6 separate regions of the Mus musculus genome follow, and all the other regions are linked to region 1. The links are chromatin contacts, called in public HiChIP or PLAC-seq, Micro-C and promoter capture Hi-C maps. All regions are on one chromosome and are shown on one strand. Each heading gives the region's core, a stretch centred on a gene start, on an enhancer-like site or on the middle of the called end of the contact. The rest is flanking DNA. Distances are from core to core; before and after follow the strand shown. Region 1 holds the start of Osr2 (odd-skipped related 2). Region 2 overlaps Stk3 (serine/threonine kinase 3). Region 3 overlaps Vps13b (vacuolar protein sorting 13B). Region 4 overlaps Stk3 (serine/threonine kinase 3). Region 5 overlaps Vps13b (vacuolar protein sorting 13B). Region 6 overlaps Stk3 (serine/threonine kinase 3).

What was found. Promoter capture Hi-C pulls out the DNA fragments that hold promoters and counts their contacts. HiChIP or PLAC-seq counts read pairs in DNA pulled down with a chosen protein or histone mark. Hi-C and Micro-C count contacts between places; a contact is called where the count stands out from the background.
Region 2: a contact with region 1 is called in a promoter capture Hi-C map of pre-B cells, with 3 times the contacts expected there. The contact joins the enhancer-like site here to the promoter of Osr2 in region 1. A contact is called at or near these places in 8 of 39 promoter capture datasets (the 3T3-L1 cell line, the C10 cell line, HPC-7-derived erythroid cells and 4 more), 1 of 15 datasets of contacts at CTCF or cohesin (large pre-B cells), 3 of 484 Hi-C or Micro-C datasets (embryonic fibroblasts, embryonic stem cells and nephron progenitors), 7 of 115 datasets of contacts at active chromatin or transcription factors (craniofacial prominence, embryonic stem cells, large pre-B cells and 1 more) and 1 of 9 other capture datasets (embryonic stem cells).
Region 3: a contact with region 1 is called in a FOXA1 HiChIP or PLAC-seq map of pancreatic cancer cells. The contact joins the enhancer-like site here to the promoter of Osr2 in region 1. A contact is called at or near these places in 8 of 39 promoter capture datasets (cranial neural crest, frontonasal cranial neural crest, hematopoietic stem and progenitor cells and 4 more), 2 of 484 Hi-C or Micro-C datasets (stem cell-derived neural stem cells and uterus) and 3 of 115 datasets of contacts at active chromatin or transcription factors (bone marrow-derived macrophages, pancreatic cancer cells and stem cell-derived neural progenitor cells).
Region 4: a Micro-C map of the G1E-ER4 cell line shows a contact between it and region 1, with 4 times the contacts expected there. The contact joins the enhancer-like site here to the promoter of Osr2 in region 1. A contact is called at or near these places in 5 of 39 promoter capture datasets (the 3T3-L1 cell line, the C10 cell line and maxillary cranial neural crest), 1 of 15 datasets of contacts at CTCF or cohesin (large pre-B cells), 1 of 484 Hi-C or Micro-C datasets (the G1E-ER4 cell line) and 6 of 115 datasets of contacts at active chromatin or transcription factors (craniofacial prominence, embryonic basal ganglia, embryonic limb bud and 3 more).
Region 5: a contact with region 1 is called in an H3K27ac HiChIP or PLAC-seq map of extraembryonic endoderm stem cells, with 5 times the contacts expected there. The contact joins the enhancer-like site here to the promoter of Osr2 in region 1. A contact is called at or near these places in 7 of 39 promoter capture datasets (the 3T3-L1 cell line, the C10 cell line, hematopoietic stem and progenitor cells and 3 more) and 5 of 115 datasets of contacts at active chromatin or transcription factors (embryonic limb bud, embryonic stem cells, extraembryonic endoderm stem cells and 2 more).
Region 6: a contact with region 1 is called in a CTCF HiChIP or PLAC-seq map of the NIH/3T3 cell line, with 7 read pairs. The contact joins the enhancer-like site here to the promoter of Osr2 in region 1. A contact is called at or near these places in 7 of 39 promoter capture datasets (the 3T3-L1 cell line, 3T3-L1-derived adipocytes, the C10 cell line and 4 more), 1 of 15 datasets of contacts at CTCF or cohesin (the NIH/3T3 cell line), 2 of 115 datasets of contacts at active chromatin or transcription factors (craniofacial prominence and embryonic stem cells) and 1 of 9 other capture datasets (adipose tissue).

The regions. Positions count from the first base shown.
Region 1 is chr15:35,294,707-35,297,425 of GRCm38.p6, reverse strand. Osr2 (odd-skipped related 2) reads right to left here and starts at 1,328. Exons shown (of 4, transcript NM_001368665.1): 1 at 959-1,328. It overlaps Gm52178 (a long non-coding RNA gene), which reads left to right and starts at 1,392. Exons shown (of 3, transcript XR_003951500.1): 1 at 1,392-2,618.
Region 2 is chr15:34,914,605-34,917,323 of GRCm38.p6, reverse strand. The region is part of intron 10 of Stk3 (serine/threonine kinase 3); the gene reads left to right. The region is part of intron 1 of Gm52204 (a long non-coding RNA gene); the gene reads right to left. Among named protein-coding and RNA genes, the nearest start is that of Gm52204, 5.7 kb to the right of the region's middle. Within about 2 kb of position 1,368, at least 16 of the 459 cell types and tissues checked have an H3K27ac peak or open chromatin away from gene starts, as enhancers often do. A contact at or near this core is called in pre-B cells and pro-B cells, where this site is marked.
Region 3 is chr15:35,662,956-35,665,674 of GRCm38.p6, reverse strand. The region is part of intron 30 of Vps13b (vacuolar protein sorting 13B); the gene reads right to left. Among named protein-coding and RNA genes, the nearest start is that of Mir875, 3.3 kb to the right of the region's middle. Within about 2 kb of position 1,399, at least 13 of the 459 cell types and tissues checked have an H3K27ac peak or open chromatin away from gene starts, as enhancers often do. A contact at or near this core is called in pancreatic cancer cells, where this site is marked.
Region 4 is chr15:34,982,061-34,984,779 of GRCm38.p6, reverse strand. The region is part of intron 8 of Stk3 (serine/threonine kinase 3); the gene reads left to right. Among named protein-coding and RNA genes, the nearest start is that of Gm52204, 73 kb to the right of the region's middle. Within about 2 kb of position 1,364, at least 24 of the 459 cell types and tissues checked have an H3K27ac peak or open chromatin away from gene starts, as enhancers often do. A contact at or near this core is called in the G1E-ER4 cell line, where this site is marked.
Region 5 is chr15:35,614,156-35,616,874 of GRCm38.p6, reverse strand. The region is part of intron 23 of Vps13b (vacuolar protein sorting 13B); the gene reads right to left. Among named protein-coding and RNA genes, the nearest start is that of Mir599, 45 kb to the left of the region's middle. Within about 2 kb of position 1,329, at least 4 of the 459 cell types and tissues checked have an H3K27ac peak or open chromatin away from gene starts, as enhancers often do. A contact at or near this core is called in extraembryonic endoderm stem cells, where this site is marked.
Region 6 is chr15:35,020,414-35,023,132 of GRCm38.p6, reverse strand. The region is part of intron 6 of Stk3 (serine/threonine kinase 3); the gene reads left to right. Among named protein-coding and RNA genes, the nearest start is that of Gm52204, 110 kb to the right of the region's middle. Within about 2 kb of position 1,377, at least 37 of the 459 cell types and tissues checked have an H3K27ac peak or open chromatin away from gene starts, as enhancers often do. A contact at or near this core is called in the NIH/3T3 cell line, where this site is marked.

The DNA of each region.
Region 1 (2,719 bases), core at 79-2,578:
AAACACAGCAGAACTGTGTAAAAGCCAGAGAGCTATAGTAGAAAGAGATCTACGATCATGGTGGGGGAGGAGAATTTGGTCAAGTGGGGGGGGGGCACGAAGTTTCTGCCCCTTCCCCGTGCCTCTGCCTTCCCGAAGAGTTAATTAAATTAAGGCGCCCTCCGCATAAACTGGGTTTGTCTCCGCTCCCTCCCTCTCCATTTCATTTTCTTGTTCTGTTCAAGACTGGAATTTGTGGAGCAGAGAAAGTTGCTGTCTGCACCCAGTTTCGCTTCGAAAGCAGTCAGAACTCTTTTGTTCTCTGCTCACAGGTGGGGAGACCGATCCAGCGTTGCTGCCTCCACAAACACCTTGTCCTGCCTCCTTCCTACAACCGCGACTCCATTCCGAGCTATTTCTCGACAACCCAAGCGTCTCAGCTCCTGAGAAGCTTGCCTGTTGGCCTCTGGGCGAAGACCGGAGCAGGAGGAAAAGCAAGAGGCCAGTACACGGTTGGAAAAAATAATCACCCATGACTGGACTATTCCCCTGTGAAATGCGCCTTCGGAGTCGCTGGCTTGATTGCACCGTGTGTCCCGGCCCTTCCGTGCTGAGTGCCGGAGCTGCAGTAGGAGGAAGCGTGGATCCCGCTTTCTAGAGCAGGGGAGCAATATCACGGGGTGATGGGATCTGGCCACAAAGTACGATGATCGGCCTTTATAAATCTTGCCGAATGCGTAAATCTACCAAAACCAAACTAAGGGACAGCGCACAAAAGTACAACTGAGTGTATTAGCTGGGAGTCGCGTGCAGGGACCGGAGGAGGCCAGAACACGAGGCCCGGGACTAGGGTCCGCACGGCTGCCTTTCATTTTCTGAACTTGTAGCGCTCCAGACTGAGAACCTGGGCGCCCCTTGAGCACCCACATCCCTCCCTTCCTTTGGAAGGCTACAGCCTGGCCCTGGAAAGGACACTCACCGCCAGAACCGATGTCTGCCTGGGCAGCGCGGTTCAGACTAGGTCCGGACAGCAGGACGCACAGCTTGGAAAGGTCATGAGGTCCAAACTGGGAGAACTTCTTTTTCGGCGCGTTGTCCCGGGAACCGAGAACATGATCTGGGGGAGCGAAAGCGACAGCGGTAATTGGTCTTCGGCAGTCCGTGGAAGCGGGATGTGTAAAGAGCGAGCGTGTTGGGATGAGTGCTCAGAGCTCGCCCAGATCCCGGTGCCTGGGCCAGTTTCTGACCGCGGACTGCGGGTAAAGTCGGAGCCCGCAGCCCTGCAGGGCCATCACCCTCCGGCTGCGAGCGCGCTGAGCTCCGTCCCAGCCCGCGTCCCGCCCCAGGCTGCCCCTGGCCCGGAGTCCAAGGCTTTAGTAGCGGCCCCGCCTCCCCTCGCGGCGGGCGTCCTGCAGAGGAGCAAGGCTGCAGCGCCCAGGCTCCGCCTCCAAGCCCGGCGCCCGCTAATGGTCCACTCTGTTTACTTGTGTTTGGATAGCAACTGAGTCTTAAAGGCGCAGGTTTGCTTGAGGTTTTCCCAGTTAACCCAGACACAGAGCCCAAGGTGACTCAATTCAAACCTCACACAAAGACAACGCCCATCCCCTCTTTTTGGATGACACTTTCCTCACACCGATAGAAGTCCGACTACTGGATCTTTGCTCCCCCAAGCCCGCAGAGAAGTCCAAAGGGCATTTCGTACTTTTACTCGGTTAGCTGTCGCGTCATTTTACACATCTTAACACTTTTAATATGATCATCTGCTTCAAAGGGCCAAAGCTATCAGTTTTAGATTTTGTTTTCCAGCATATACCGCCCTTCCTCCTATGTAAAACAGTTCTGCCCATACTTTTGGTCAATTGTGACTATGTGTGTAGTCTGGTTTCCTCCCTGTTTTCAAAACGAAGTTTGTTTATGAAGGTGACAATTGACTAATTTCATAATTAGTGCAGAGACATCTGGATGTTCCGGGAGAAATTTCTTTCAATATCTAAGCTTTAATCAGCTAATGTACATTTCATAAGCAGTTAACCAACTTAGGCAAAGGAGTGGGCATCTGCAATCCATTGGCAAACAATAACCTGCCCATCTGGAATGGGTGAAGAACAATCTTTTTTAAATTTTAGGAAAAAACTATTCCAGTGCCTCAAAACGTGCATTATCTTCATTCTCAGCAAAAATTGAGTTCATTGTTCAGCCGCCAGGAAAATTGATTGAATTTGACATGTACTGTTAGGTTTCTTAGTTCTCCTAAAGGTTTAGTTTTGTGAGCGTGTAAATGAGAGGGTATTACAGTCCCTCTGGAAAAGGATGTCAGGGAACGATAAGATCCACTTGAAGCAACTTCTTTTCAGACGCAACGCGCCGCCGGAACAGAACTAAGCAAACTGTCCCTCGTCCCAAACCACTTGAGGACACTTTAGCTGGTGCTTGCAGAACCATAGATCTTTTAAAGGAACTGTACAATTCAAACGTGTTTCACCAAAAGATGCTTTTCGGTCGCCCCCTCAAAGGACAATTACAATAACCTCAACTATGTGAGGAGATGGATAGGTGTAAGCAGAAAGCTACGAGCCGAGCCGAATCGTCAAAGACCAAGCAGGAAGGCAGGCAGACACTACGGAAACGATCCCATTAAGGTAAAAGCCTTTTGTTTTATTTTTGTCAAGGTGAATATTAATTTTCGTTTCTTTGGTAAAACGTAATTCAGGACTAGCAGGCCATCTTCACCAATTGTAGG
Region 2 (2,719 bases), core at 119-2,618, 380 kb after region 1:
CTGTGTGTGTGTGTGTGTGGTGTGTGTGTGTGTGTGTGTGTGTATGTGTGTGTGTGTGTGTGTGTGTGTAGGAAGGGAGGTGTATGTACCCACAAAATCCAGAAGAGGGTGTCAGGTGCCCTAGATCTGCCGTTACAGGCAGTGGTGAGGCACAGCACATGGGGCATTGAACTGAACTCGGCATCTGGAAGAGCAATGAGTGCTCTTAATTACTAAGCCATCTCTCCAGCCTCATCCTGTAGCCAGTATTTGGCTACTTTTCAGGTTCTTCTTTTTTCCACCCTTCTCTACCCTTTCAACTTCCTAACACTAGATAGGGGAGAGAAAAGGATGGAGAGGAAAGGGGCAACTTATCTTTAAACTACGTACTGCTGATTTGGAGTGTTGAGTTCTTGGAGATATTTAATCTTTTCCATCCGTATATTTAATTTCTTCTTCTTCTTTCTTCATTGCACACTTAACAAACTTCTAACAACAACAACCAACCAACCCCATTGTTGAATCTACCCTACCTCTCAAGACCCTAGCATTTACATACCTTTTGAAAAAGTCCCCAGAATTCCAAACATCACACAGTCACAGAAACTATCAGCCCCCGGCAAAATCCTGCTAAAGCGCCAAGAAGCCATAGAGTGCTGCTGTGCACAGCTGAGGGCCCATATCTCATACCTGGGATTTAAAGGAAAGCATATTCCCACACTATCTCTGTGGGGTTTCGTTTTGTTTTGTTTTAAGGAAACCAAAACTCGAATTTTAAAATTAGGTTTAAACTCTAATGGTTTGATCTTTCTTTGTGTGCTTTTGGTGCCAATGGCGAGATTCTATTGTCACAGAAGTTTATACTCATGCTTTGTGCTGTTGCTTAAACTTGGGCATCTGTCTTTGTATATGATATGAAGTCAGCATCAAATTTTATTCTTCTCCATGTTGTTTAGAGCCAGTTGCCTCAGAACCATTTATTGAAAAAACTAGTCCTTCTCCCTTGAGTAAGCTTAGGACCTTCTCAAATCAATTGACCACACCTATATTTTTCTCCAGGCAGTCTGGTTTGTTCCACTGGCTTGTACTGTCTTAGTTATTCTAACTCTGTAGAAAGTTTTTAAATTGAGTAGTATTATATCTTCTAGTTTTGTTCTTTAAAAATATTGTTTTACTGGATTTTCTTTAAATCATTTTTGAGAATTTTGGTTACAAAAATTATCATTTTAACAATTTGCACACATTCAGTTCAGTTGTATTGAATATGTTTGTGTTTATTTCTTACAAATCTGAAACTGTTTGCCCATTAAACAACTCTCCCTTCCTCAGTCCAGCACCTGGCAACTGCCATTCTGTTTTCAGCGTCTCCGAGTTTCCCTCTCAGACACCTCATGCACATGTAACCACGAAGTAGTTCCTGTTGTTGGTCTGTAGATCAGGATGGGCACATGACTGATCTCAACCCATGGACCTGTTTTGCTCTCCTATGCAGTTTGTTTTTCTTTGATATGTTTTCAGTAATGCTTTTTAGTTTTCAGAGTAGAAATTTCATACTTGCTTTGTTAAGCTTATTACTGTATGCCTTACTGATTTTGATACTGTTATTAAATTTATTAAATAGAATTGTTTTTCTCAGTTTTATTCATTGCCACTGTGTAGAAACATAGTTTGCTATATTGAACTCTGAAACCCTTAAAACTCATCTGTTGTTTGAATACTATTGGTTGCTTTCTTAGGATTTTCTATATATAAGATCCTGTAACCCACTTGGGGAGATAGTTTCTTACCGCATCATAATTCAGCATGTGTGCATTGAGGTGTATGCTGCACATTGGGATTATAGACAAAAGGCACAAACTGTGCTTTTATGACATCTGCAGTCAAGGACAGATTCTTCAACCAATACTAACAATTCAGCATTGTAAGCTGTCTTTGAGAGACACGTGCTATGCTACAATACCGCAGAGAAGGATGCTAAGGAAAAATCCCACATAGGAGTTTGCATAGAGTTCTAGATCATTTTGTCAATAAGTAGCCATGGTTATGATAATTTGACATTTCAAAGCCAAACTGACCTTGGATATTTAAAAATTATTCTGTAGTATGAACTTTAGCTTTAAGATTTTTAAAGTCTATCACAGTTTAAGGAAATGTGTATTAACAGTGAAGCAACATGTTGAAGTTTTAGAGTATATGCAGATGTTTGATTATGCAGTAAACCTTTTGCTGTAAAAGCGTATGATCACATTTGGAAAATTGCTATTGCATGTCTTGGCAGTTTGTTAAGAGCTGAAAACTTTTTAAACTAACTGGTGTTTTGATAGATTAAGTTCAAGGCCACCTTTTTGTTTAAATGATGTTTTGTTTTCTGTAATTAGACCATGCTAGGTAAATTAAGTATGTAATTAAAAACAGAAGGTTTGGCTAATTCTGAATAAATGAGTACAAAATACAAGGTCATTATCCATCTCTAGTGAGGTTCCAGATGAACAGTACACATGGAACTGTTTATAAAACATTTTGCATGGTCAGAGCCCTTAGGTTGCTGTCCATAGCTTTTAAATTAAGTATTCACAGACTTGCAAAAATATACCTGTAGTGCTCATCTGAATGAAAACCAAAAAGATTAGAATCTAATCTTCTATCTCAAATAAAAGGTAAAAACGTATTCCTCTTGATTCAAAACTGAATGTTTAATGTGTTTCTTGGCACAGTGGCTCCACAGTGAAGAGCTCAGAGC
Region 3 (2,719 bases), core at 150-2,649, 370 kb before region 1:
ACCCTATAGGTGGAACAACAATATGAACTAACCAATACCCCCTAGAGCTCGTGTCTCTAGCTGAAAATATGAATCAGAAGATGGCCTAGTCAGACATCAGTGGAAAGAGAAGCCCATTGGTCATGCAAACTTTATATGCCCCAGTACAGGGGAATGCCTGGGCCAAGAAGTGGGAGTGGGTGGGTGGCGGAGGGTGTGGGGAACTTTTGGGATAGCATTGGAAATGTAAATGAAATAAATACCCAATAGAAAGAAAGAAATTTAAAAGACATTTCTACAATAGTTACTTCTTAGTCAAAAATTTAATAAAGGAACAATTCCAATCTTATGCACTACAGGCACTATATAGAGTGATAGAGTGGAGATGGCACTTCAGGAAAGCATACTGTTTAACTTACTAGTGTTTGGGAGGAAGCCATGGCCAGAAACCAAGACTGCAGATAATAAAGCAGGAAAAGCTCTGGAGAGTAGGGCACAAGAGCAGGAATGAGCAAAATGATAGGAGATGACCAACAAGGCCAAACAACAGATGAACGTCTAGCAAAAGGGGAAAAAAAGGATAAAAAAAGTAAGATATTTGCCATAAAAAGGGCAACATAACTATGATGCTGAGCAGAGTAACAGACAGCCATGCAAGCTAAGCCAGTTTGCAGAGTCAGGAGCCTCCAACTTCTGTACCAAAACAAAACAAAACAAAACAAAACTCTATCCTGGCTATTTCACTCCTGAGAAAGTCTCTTTCTTTCTTCCTTTCTTCCTTTCTTTCTTTCTTTCTTTCTTTCTTTCTTTCTTTCTTTCTTTCTCTCTCTCTCTCTCTCTCTCTCTTTCTTTCTTTCTTTCTTTCTTTCTTAAATTCAACAGGCAATTTTTATTAAAAATTGTTCATAAAACACTAAGGCTGAGCAAAATATGTATTCAAGAGTAGAGATGATTCAATATCTTTTTTTCAATTTTTATTAGATATTTTCTTCATTTACATTTCAAATGCTATCCCAAAAGCCCCCTATTGCCCCGCCCCCCGCCCTGCTCCCCTACCCACCCAGTCCTGCTTCTTGGCCGTGGCTGCACATGTAGGAGAAAGTATTTCTTATTTTGTTCAGCATAGCTTTAGATAAAGGATATCCTCTCATCTCCTCCCTAAACATAACATTAATTTTCCTCATATGAGTTCTAATCTGTTCTAAAACTATAATGTAAATATGTTACAGTAAAAAGCCTTATAGTATTGCTTCCTTTCCCTACACGTTTGCTATCGAGAAAGAAATCAAATCTTCCTGTCTCAACTTCATATGCTTCGAAAATGACCTATGAACTTTGCTCCATCCCTATTGCTGCCTTTGAAACCAAGCAATCGAAGCAGGAAAGACGAAGAAGCACAGTTCTCATAACTTCCTTATTCTTCACACAAAAAGCTGCTTTATCAACTACCACGTAGGAGTTATATAATTGTAATGGCTTTGGCCTTCCAAACTCTCCTCCCACACCATTTAAACTACTCAGCAGGTGGTGTGGGAGGATAAACTCAAGTTTGCAATAGTTGGTCAATAATGTAATCATAAGGAACCAAAGATGACTTTAAGTGTATAACAGGAAACATGGCTTTAATGTTTTCCTTTTTAAATTGATTTAGTCTGGGACGGGCCTTTTGTATGTTTACACAAGGAGCAGCTCATGTTGAACCATTTAGTGTTCACTGCTGAATAGGCAATCGTGGGAATTCAATGTAAAGTAGCAAAATTTATTCACTTATAGCTCAACTGAGAGCTATAAAGTGCTAAACAATCCAGAAAATAGGAACGTAAAACCAAGTATAACTTTCATATCTTGAATAAATTAAATGTCTACACATTTATCACAAAGTCTCTACGAAAGAAAGACAGTAATTTGGAAAGTAAATATGGCAGGAGATAAAATGGCTGACTGTCAGACTGGGTACTTGGATGAGTCCTTCAGAGCAAGATTGTCTTCAGCTGCAGGAAAACAGCTGAGACGACTGGAGAAAATATTAGACTCCCAAGTGGACAGAGTCTGATCCAGGAGGACTCAGCTAGGTATCAGCAACATCACTCCCCCTTCCCTTTCTCTGATGTAAGCGTTTAAGATTATGACAGAGTCTGTAAATATGGAGTCTTGAAAATAATTTATTGTTGCAAGTTAACTGGCTAACTAGATTCTATATTGAGAAAAAAAAATATAGTGGAGGCATTTGTAAACACAAATTACAACCTAATTAACTGGACTGAAAGTATTCTAGGCAGTCCAAATTGCAATACATTTTAATAAAGACAATTCCTTTCCTATCTTTTTTTAAAAATTGGATATTTTCCTTATTTACATTTCAAATGTTATCTCCTTTCCGGGTTTCCCTCCTTCCTGGAAATATCCTATCACATCATCCCTCCCCGCCCTCGATTCCCCTACACTGGGGATTCTATCAAGTCTGCAGAGTTCCAAGGACCTCTCCTCCCATTAGTGCATGACAAGGCCATTCTCTGCTATATATGCAGCAAGAGCCATGTGTACTCCTTTGTTGATTTAGAACAGTTATAAATTAACAGTATCACTTTTAAAGCTCTCAGGCCATTTTCCATTCACACAGACTTGTTAGAAGATAAGAGTACAATACATACACAATTAAGACCCTATTATTGAATAACTAAACACCTACGTCACATTTTATGTTAATAAGTGGGATACACATCATCTTTAATGTTGGCTG
Region 4 (2,719 bases), core at 115-2,614, 310 kb after region 1:
GGAGGAGAAGTGCTGGGAGATGGGACTGGGAGGCGTCAAAGAGGGAAAACTGTGGTAGGGATGTAATGTATGAGAGAACAATAAATTAAAAACACAACAGACAAAAATGTTTTGAGTACCCATGAGTCAGTAACATTTTTCTTTATTCTGCCAGATTATAAATTAAAGTTATCCAGGAAAAGAGGGTAAACCTTCTGTAGCATTAGAAAATCAGTTAAACAAACAAACATTCTAGAAAGCAAGTAAGGCAATTTTTACCAAGATTTTAGTGATAACAGTAGAGACGTGATAATGCCTTTGAGTAAGTGGCAGATCTCTTACAAAATAACATGTTCTGTGTTTCGAAGTAGTAATATCTTAGCTTATCCCCAAGTTTGTTCTCCCATAAAACAGCTATAGGATAATGCCAATGCTAATTGGTAATGTGATTAACTTAACATCTGTATTTGTGGAGACAAGGTTGTTGTTTTGCAACTCTTATGTGTGTGAGTCAAGCTTACCTTGTTCCTTTGGCTCATGACAGTTGTGGATTCTTCTTTTGGATTTGTTACTCTTTGGGGGATTCATTTGGCTGAAACCAAGGATTGGCAAGGTACCAGGGACTGGCTTTAGGATATGGTGGGAAGTTTGGATAGATGTTTTGTGTCCCATCTGTTCTCAGTGATAACTTTCTTCATGACACATCTTTTTATTATTTCAAAGAGGAAAGGCTTTTTTATCCTGGGGCTGATTAGTGTGGCCAGCTCTTATATTAACTTTTAGCTCAGAGCACCTGTTCTTGCTAGCCACCTTTATGATTTCTAGCCCAAATGCTTGTTCAACCTTCTCTGATCATTGGGCTGATAGGACATAGTACAACGTTAACATTTGATCATTGAAACTTTTTATAAAGATAAATATTGAAGTAAAAGTTTGCTACTTTTAAATTTCTAGAACTTTGAAATGTATTGTATTGAGTAGCTTTAAGAATATATTTTATATTCATACTTATGCCAAATGTAGCTCTTATTTTTTTATTCTGAGTGAATGCAGTTTTCAGAAAATTTATGAGTTACAGAAATAACAAAAATATTTTTTCTATATAGCTCAGCTTGCTATAGTTGTAGTCTATCAATTTTCAGTGTGGCTTTGGGAAATAAAATATTTGAAAGCCAGCTCAAAATATGTCATCAAAAATATAAGCTGTATATACCTATAAATGTGTACTTTTAATTTTTTTATTCCAGAAAGGTATGGGTTGTGAGGAATTGTGCGTGATGAGAAGGATTCAACAAGTTTTTATCAACGTCTCCCACATTTATGTCATAACTTGTAGTCATTGTCACAGCCCAGTCAGCTTCCTTATCTCCTTCTCCCACTGCCTCCCTTCGTAAGGAGACCCGCCTACTGTCATGCCTTTTTGTGTGTGGTCTGCTGAGTTTATTTACTCTTACTTCTCTGAGTCTGGGTCATATGAATGGTATCTGTAGCTACATCCTCCCTCAGTAACACTAATTACTTCTGGAAGATGATGCTCTCATGGTCTCTGTCCTCACCAATGAGGGAATGGTAACTGCTCAGTTTTGTGCAGGTCTTTACAGATAACCGTGACTGCAGGGAGTTTCTGTGTGCAGTGGTGCTGTCAGGTCCAGTATGCATCCTTTTGTTGTCTAGTTCCCAGCTTTACCTATTACATTATTGTCGCCGCCTCTTCTGTGATCCTCCCTGAGCTTCAGAGGGTGTGCTGTAGCTTTCCTGGTTGCTGCTGAACACTTCATATCACTTGGGTTATTTTTGGGTTTCTGTGTTAGTAAGTCTTCTTTGATAAAGGCTGGCTAAAGAACTAGTCTATAGGTATAAACATGAATATTTAGAAGGCACTTTGAAGGCATGACGGTTTATCAAAACACAAATAATAGATTAATCCTGAGGGCCTTTGACCTGCTTAGTAAGGACCAGGTATGAGCTCTCTCCCACAGACTGCTTGGTGATTCCTGTAGAGTCACACAACTGTTTTCACTTATAGGGCACTGTTTTGCCTGGTAGATCATTGTAGCCATAAGCTTTACAGCTGATTAAGACTGTTAAAGACCTTGTTAGAACATAAAGGCTAGCCTGTGTGGGAAGTCAGGGTCGGCCTCACTTGCATTAGCATTTCCTCAAAGCTCAGGTAGGGAAATGCTAATACAGTGAGGCCAACTCTGACTCCAGCCAGGTTGTAAAACCATCAGGGGTTTGTTTAACCTACTCAAGGCTGGGGGAAGGGCACAATTAATCCTCCTTAGCCATGAGCATGGAAGATCTTTCCATCTTCTGGGGTCTTCTTCTATTTCTTTCTTCAAGGACTTGAAGTTCTTGTCATACAGATCTTTCACTTGCTTGATATTTTGTTTTATTTGTGGCTATTATGGAGGGTATTGTTTCCCTAATTTCTTTCTTGGCATCTTTGTCATTTGTATAATGGACGGCTACTGAATTCTTTGAGTTAATTATATATAGAACCACTTTGTTGAAGTTGTTTTCAGGTATAGGAGTTCTCTGGTATAATTTTGGTGATTGATTATGTATGGTATCACATTGTCCATGAATAGTGATACCTTTACTTCTTCCTTTCCAGTTTGTATCCCCTTCATCTCCTTTTGTTGTCTAAGTGCTCTGTCTAGAACTTCAAGTACTATATTGAATAGATAGCGTGGGCAGCTTTGTCTTGTCCCTGATTTTAGTGGGATTCCTTCAAGCT
Region 5 (2,719 bases), core at 80-2,579, 320 kb before region 1:
TATATACTTCTATACCTTTCATACATTATAAGCATAAGAAGAATGTTAAATACAAGAAATAAAAACAGAAATAGAAGTCCTAACACCCTCTTTGCCACTATAGTAGATAGTAAATGTTCCATATATATATATATATATGGAACATTTACTATCTACTATATATATATATATATATATATATATAATAAATAGTGGATATATAGTGAAAAATAGTGGATATTCATACATAGTGGATATTAATGTTCCATCAAATACCATATACATATATGATAAATGTGAACATTCAAAATATCTAAACCAGGAAACTCTGAAATTGGGAGTTTAGGTAATATAATAAATACAGGTAGAGGGTAGTTGGTAACTTGGCTAGAAACAATAATTTCATAGTAGGACATGGTCCGCCCTGCACACCTTGCCTGTTCCAGATATAATATTTTCCTACTAAGGAAAAAAATGAGTACTTTAAATCATCTGTAACTGATTTTAAACTAATTTTTAAACCTGTATCAAATTCTATGCTGTTTACAAAATTAAACCTCTGCCACCATCATCTCCTGTACTTGGAATGATTTCAGATTCTCACTTTAAATAAATAGGTATATTTGTATGTGTTTCCAAACTTTATTCTAACAAATACTAAGTGATGATTATGGAACAAGATCACATTTAAATTTGTTAAAAACGTCACAGTTGACACTGGCACTCTTAGAAAAAATTCCCAACATGCATGCGAGGAAACATGAGAGACTACCTAGTAGGATGTCTTTAGCCTGCTGGGAACTCTGGCCTTTGTTCCTTCCCTGTGAGTGCTCAGGCCCTGCCTTGTACTTTCAGTCTACAAACAAACAAGGCCCAAACATGCAAAGAGTGAGTTAAACTGAACCTTGAGGATCACTGGTATCTACCCCCAAAACGAACATTTAAGTTATAGCTATCATCATACTCTATATTGAGTAACTGTACACATTCTCCAAGGATTAGAAAAAAAAGTAAGTATGTCCACTCTCTATAGGACACTTGAAGAGTTCTAGCAAATATACTAAGGAACTCAAAAATAAAATAGTATTAATGCCATCTACAAGGGAAAGAAATACATGTGTATGGTATTCTTTCACAAGAGTATATGCACACCTCCATGGTCATAAAAGCACAGCAAAGGCAAGAACTGTTACCACTGCAACCAATACCAACTGGCAAACAGAAAGGAGATGTGACATTGTCAAGCCCAATCAACTCTGTGTTTTTAACAAACCCAATTTGCATAAGACCAGCAGCTAAACTCCAATTCCCTGAAGAAAATCACAAAGTCCACAAAAGCAAACATCCTATGGCAATCCACTCCCCTTAGCAACAGCCAGTCAGGATACAATGGTGGGATCACAGTACATAGAGATAACTGAAGACTTCCCGAAGAGAATAGATAACTTAGCCATGCTGCTCATCAGGAGGTTTTGTAGTCCTGTTCGGTTTGTGTAGATTACACCAGAAATGCAGTTTTAAAAATATTAACTTGTTGACCCATAATGAAAAACCCCTAAGTCTGCTGTTACCACAATAGACTTGGGCTCTCACTCTGACCAGGTGCTATGGTGAGAGTCTGAGAGAGCTTGCTCACAAGCTCATTAAAGACCTTTATGAGTTCTACAATTGAACTGACTCCTTGGTAGTCTTCAGATACCTGCAACTTGGGCATAACAACATAAATGCACAATTGGACTTTCCTTGTCAATGCAAATACAAAGAATATGCTAATATATACCACGTGATGTGAGGATCTCAAAAATCTGTTATACTGGGTGAGTAATGTCAGAAGTAAAAGACTGTATACTGTATGATTCTAGTTTATTAAAATATCCAGAGCAGACAATGTTACGGGGGAAAAAAGCAGGTCAGTGTTTGCTTGTGCCAAGAGGTAGAAAAAGAATAATTGCAACTTTGGGATGATTGACATATTATGCTCAACTGTATCATTGGTAATGGTCAGTTTTAAAATAAAACTATCTTAAAATTGTTGAATTCTGTATCTACAATTCCTTGTAGTAATATTGTGTGTGTGTGTGTGTGTGTGTGTGTGTGTGTGTGTGTGTGTGTGTGTGTGAATGAAAGCAGTAGAAGGACATGACAGGGCACTCCTTTAAATCTGACACTCAGCACACAGAGACTAGCAGATCTTTGTGAATTTGAAACCAAGCTGGTCATACTCTGGTTTCTCTTCAGATCGTATGAAACCAAGCTGGTCAACACAGCAAGTTCCTGGAGAACCAGGGCTACAATCGTGAGGCCCTACATCAAAGTAAGAGACAGACAGACAGACAGACAGACAGACACACACACACACACACACACACAAACATACACACATACACAGAGGAGGGAGGGAGGAGGAAGGGGAGAGGTAGGGAAGGATAGAGGGAGAATAGCAGTGAACACTTGCTTTGAACTATCTTAGGAAAACAAAGTTATCACAGGGCTAATCATGTTCTGCTGTATTTTCACCAACTGTGCTAATGCATTCTATTTCTATAATATACCGCTAATGATCTGTCATTGTCCTTAGAGTTTACCAACATTTCTAATACCACAAATACATTCCCTAGGATCACTTGACTAGCTTTCTAGTAACCAGGACAAAAATATTTCCAAAAGGGAGAAAGTCTTAAAATAAGATGAAAGACTTAGCACAGATTTTTAACATTAAAGTGGAAATGAACTTGAAATG
Region 6 (2,719 bases), core at 128-2,627, 270 kb after region 1:
CCTCTTACTTCTCCTTGAGTAGACTTTGGCTCTTTTTTCCCCACTGCTGTCCTGCAACTGTCCATAGAAGATCTGTTTGCCACCCTTGCCTCTTTTGACTTCTTTGATGTCTCATTTCTTGATTTCCCCCACCCCCATGGCTGTCGATCTTGAGTCCTGTACTCATTTTTAGTTCCTGTCTAGATAATTATTTTCTATATTGTTGAGACACTTAAAATCTAATATTCACACATTTGTTTCAAGCTTTAATTCAGTATCTTCCATTGTTTTTCATACTACCAGTTGCCAAATTCAAGAGTCTGGAAAATAGCTTTTGTCTAATCTTCCAGTTTTATTAGTCAAGTTCTATTGACATTTTCTTCCTGCCCAGTCCCCATAGCTAGAGATAATTCAGACTTCCATTACTCAGTACTTACTAAATGCATTACTCTTCTAGGAGTTCTTTATTCCCATTTTTCGGACTTAGTATTTTTCCCTCTGCATTTCTACATCACTCTAAATAGTAGTCCTCCATTTTGTCTTCTCCAGAGTCAATTTCACAACACTGCTAGATTTATCATCCTAAGTCACACAGATCATCCTGTTCCCTTCAAAACCTCTCCATCAGGAAGCAGTTTTACAAGTGTGAGGCTAGTTAGTAGTCAGATTCTTAAGAGTGTTATAGAAGGCCTTTGGCTCTGAGTATCTTTCTGTTTCCGTGCCTTTCGTTTTAGCCACACTTTATTTGTATGTGCTTCTAGGTATTTATCTTTGCCCCCTTTCTGCTCAGTGTTACGTTGTTACTTACAGTTTCTTCCATCTCTCCTCTAAACAGTCTCCATTGAGAACATCCTGAGCTTTCCCACCACCCAGTAAACCCCAAGCTCAGACATTTCATTATATTTGGGTGACTTTTCTAATTATGAGTTTATTGACACAGATGTACAGCAGCTAGTGCATTTTTTTTTGTAAAGGAAATGCAATGTTTTGTGACATGCAGGTATTAATGAAGTTAACGCTCTTGTATAAAATGGGAGTATTTCGATTTTCTTTGCACATGTAGTAACTCAGAAGGGAGACATGTCTCTGTTCATTGTGGAGTACCACCTTCTGAGCACAGCGGCCAGAGTGTTCATCAGAGCAGCTAGCTGTGACTTCTTATAAGAGACCCCTGAGAGGAGGAGGAGGAGGAAGAGGAAGAAGAGTGGGCCATCAGACTCTCACCTGAGAGTCTGTCTACACTCTTCTGTACCTCCCAGCCACCATATGTCGTACTGCTCCAATTGCATGTGGCCTCATGGTATTGGGAGGTTTACAAGGGCAGGTCTCTGTCTGTCAGATGTGGAGAAGTGGATATACATCATGCAGTGAGTATTTTTCATAGTCAGGCTTCTATGTATAACCCACCCTGACTCATGCCCAATAAACTTATTGGCTTCCCAACTTGGACTTTGGTGCATCCTACTTAAGTTATGGTGGATGACCTATAAGGGACAGGGACTCAATTATTCACATGTCTTCAGGGAAAGAGTTCTTACAATGATGGGGTAAGTCAATGAATGTGGTACTGTACACCTGGAACCCTAGCACCCAGGAGGTAGAGGCAGGAGGACCAGAGTTCAAGGCTATTTTAGATACATAGAAAGTTTGAAGCCTGGGCTACATGAAGCCCTGTTGTGCATGTTCGTGTGTGTAGGTTTCCATAATGGAACTGAAGGGAAGAGGGGCAGTATCAGCTTCATCAGTTTACAGCTGCCATGTGTTCAGCCCTGACTCAGGCCACGCATGAATGAAATCAAAAGAAACGAGAGAAGGGACCAGTGTTGCACTTTTCTTTTTCCCTGACAAAATGTTTCTTTTATTCACTTTATACTCATAATTCATCATATTTTATTTTTAGCCTAGTTTGGTTTTGAGAAATAAAATGGAAATCCTTTAGGTTAGCATCTGAAATGCTAATTTTAAACTTTACTATGGCACTTGTCCAGTAGAATCTGTTAAAAATTTTCCTGTAGGTCAGATCTAAGTTGAAAAGAATGAGGTAACTTTAATATGAACCCAGATTGTAATACAGTCTTTCTCTCCAGTGAGTTGGCAATTCACTATTCCATTTGTATTTTGAATTGGGGAAGCTGAGTTAATATGGATGTTTGCCAATGACAACAAATACTGGCAAGATAGTCCTGTTCTCTGGGCCTAATTATGTGGTTTTATTATAACATTTTTCACATAGTTGTTGGTACTTACTAGTCTTTCAAGGTGGATTGACTTGTTTGTCAATGACTCATATAAATTTTATTCTTTCTGAAGTTAAATCATTTCCTGCCAAGTCTTCTATCTTCCTAAGAAAGCCAGCTAACGTGTGTGTTTATGAATGTATATGTGTATATACATATAATATTCATTTTATTTAGCTATCCAGTTCCATCTCTTTGTAAGATTTTATATATTTTAAGTCCCCCCTGAGAAAGGCTAAGATGTAGGTATAGTGATTTATTCATTATTTATTCATTTGTCTTTTAGTGCTGGGTATCAAACTCAGAGCATTGGGCTTGTGAGGCAAACAGCTTACTACTGCTGAGTTACCCTCCCAGCCCTGTCTCATTTGTAAGTGCTTTTTCCTCACAGTGTTTTAGACATTGAGATATAACAATAAATGAAATGCATCCAGCCTTTTGCAAGGTACTTATATAACAAAAGTATTAAGTTGTATATGCACAAATTTTAAAATGATGATAAG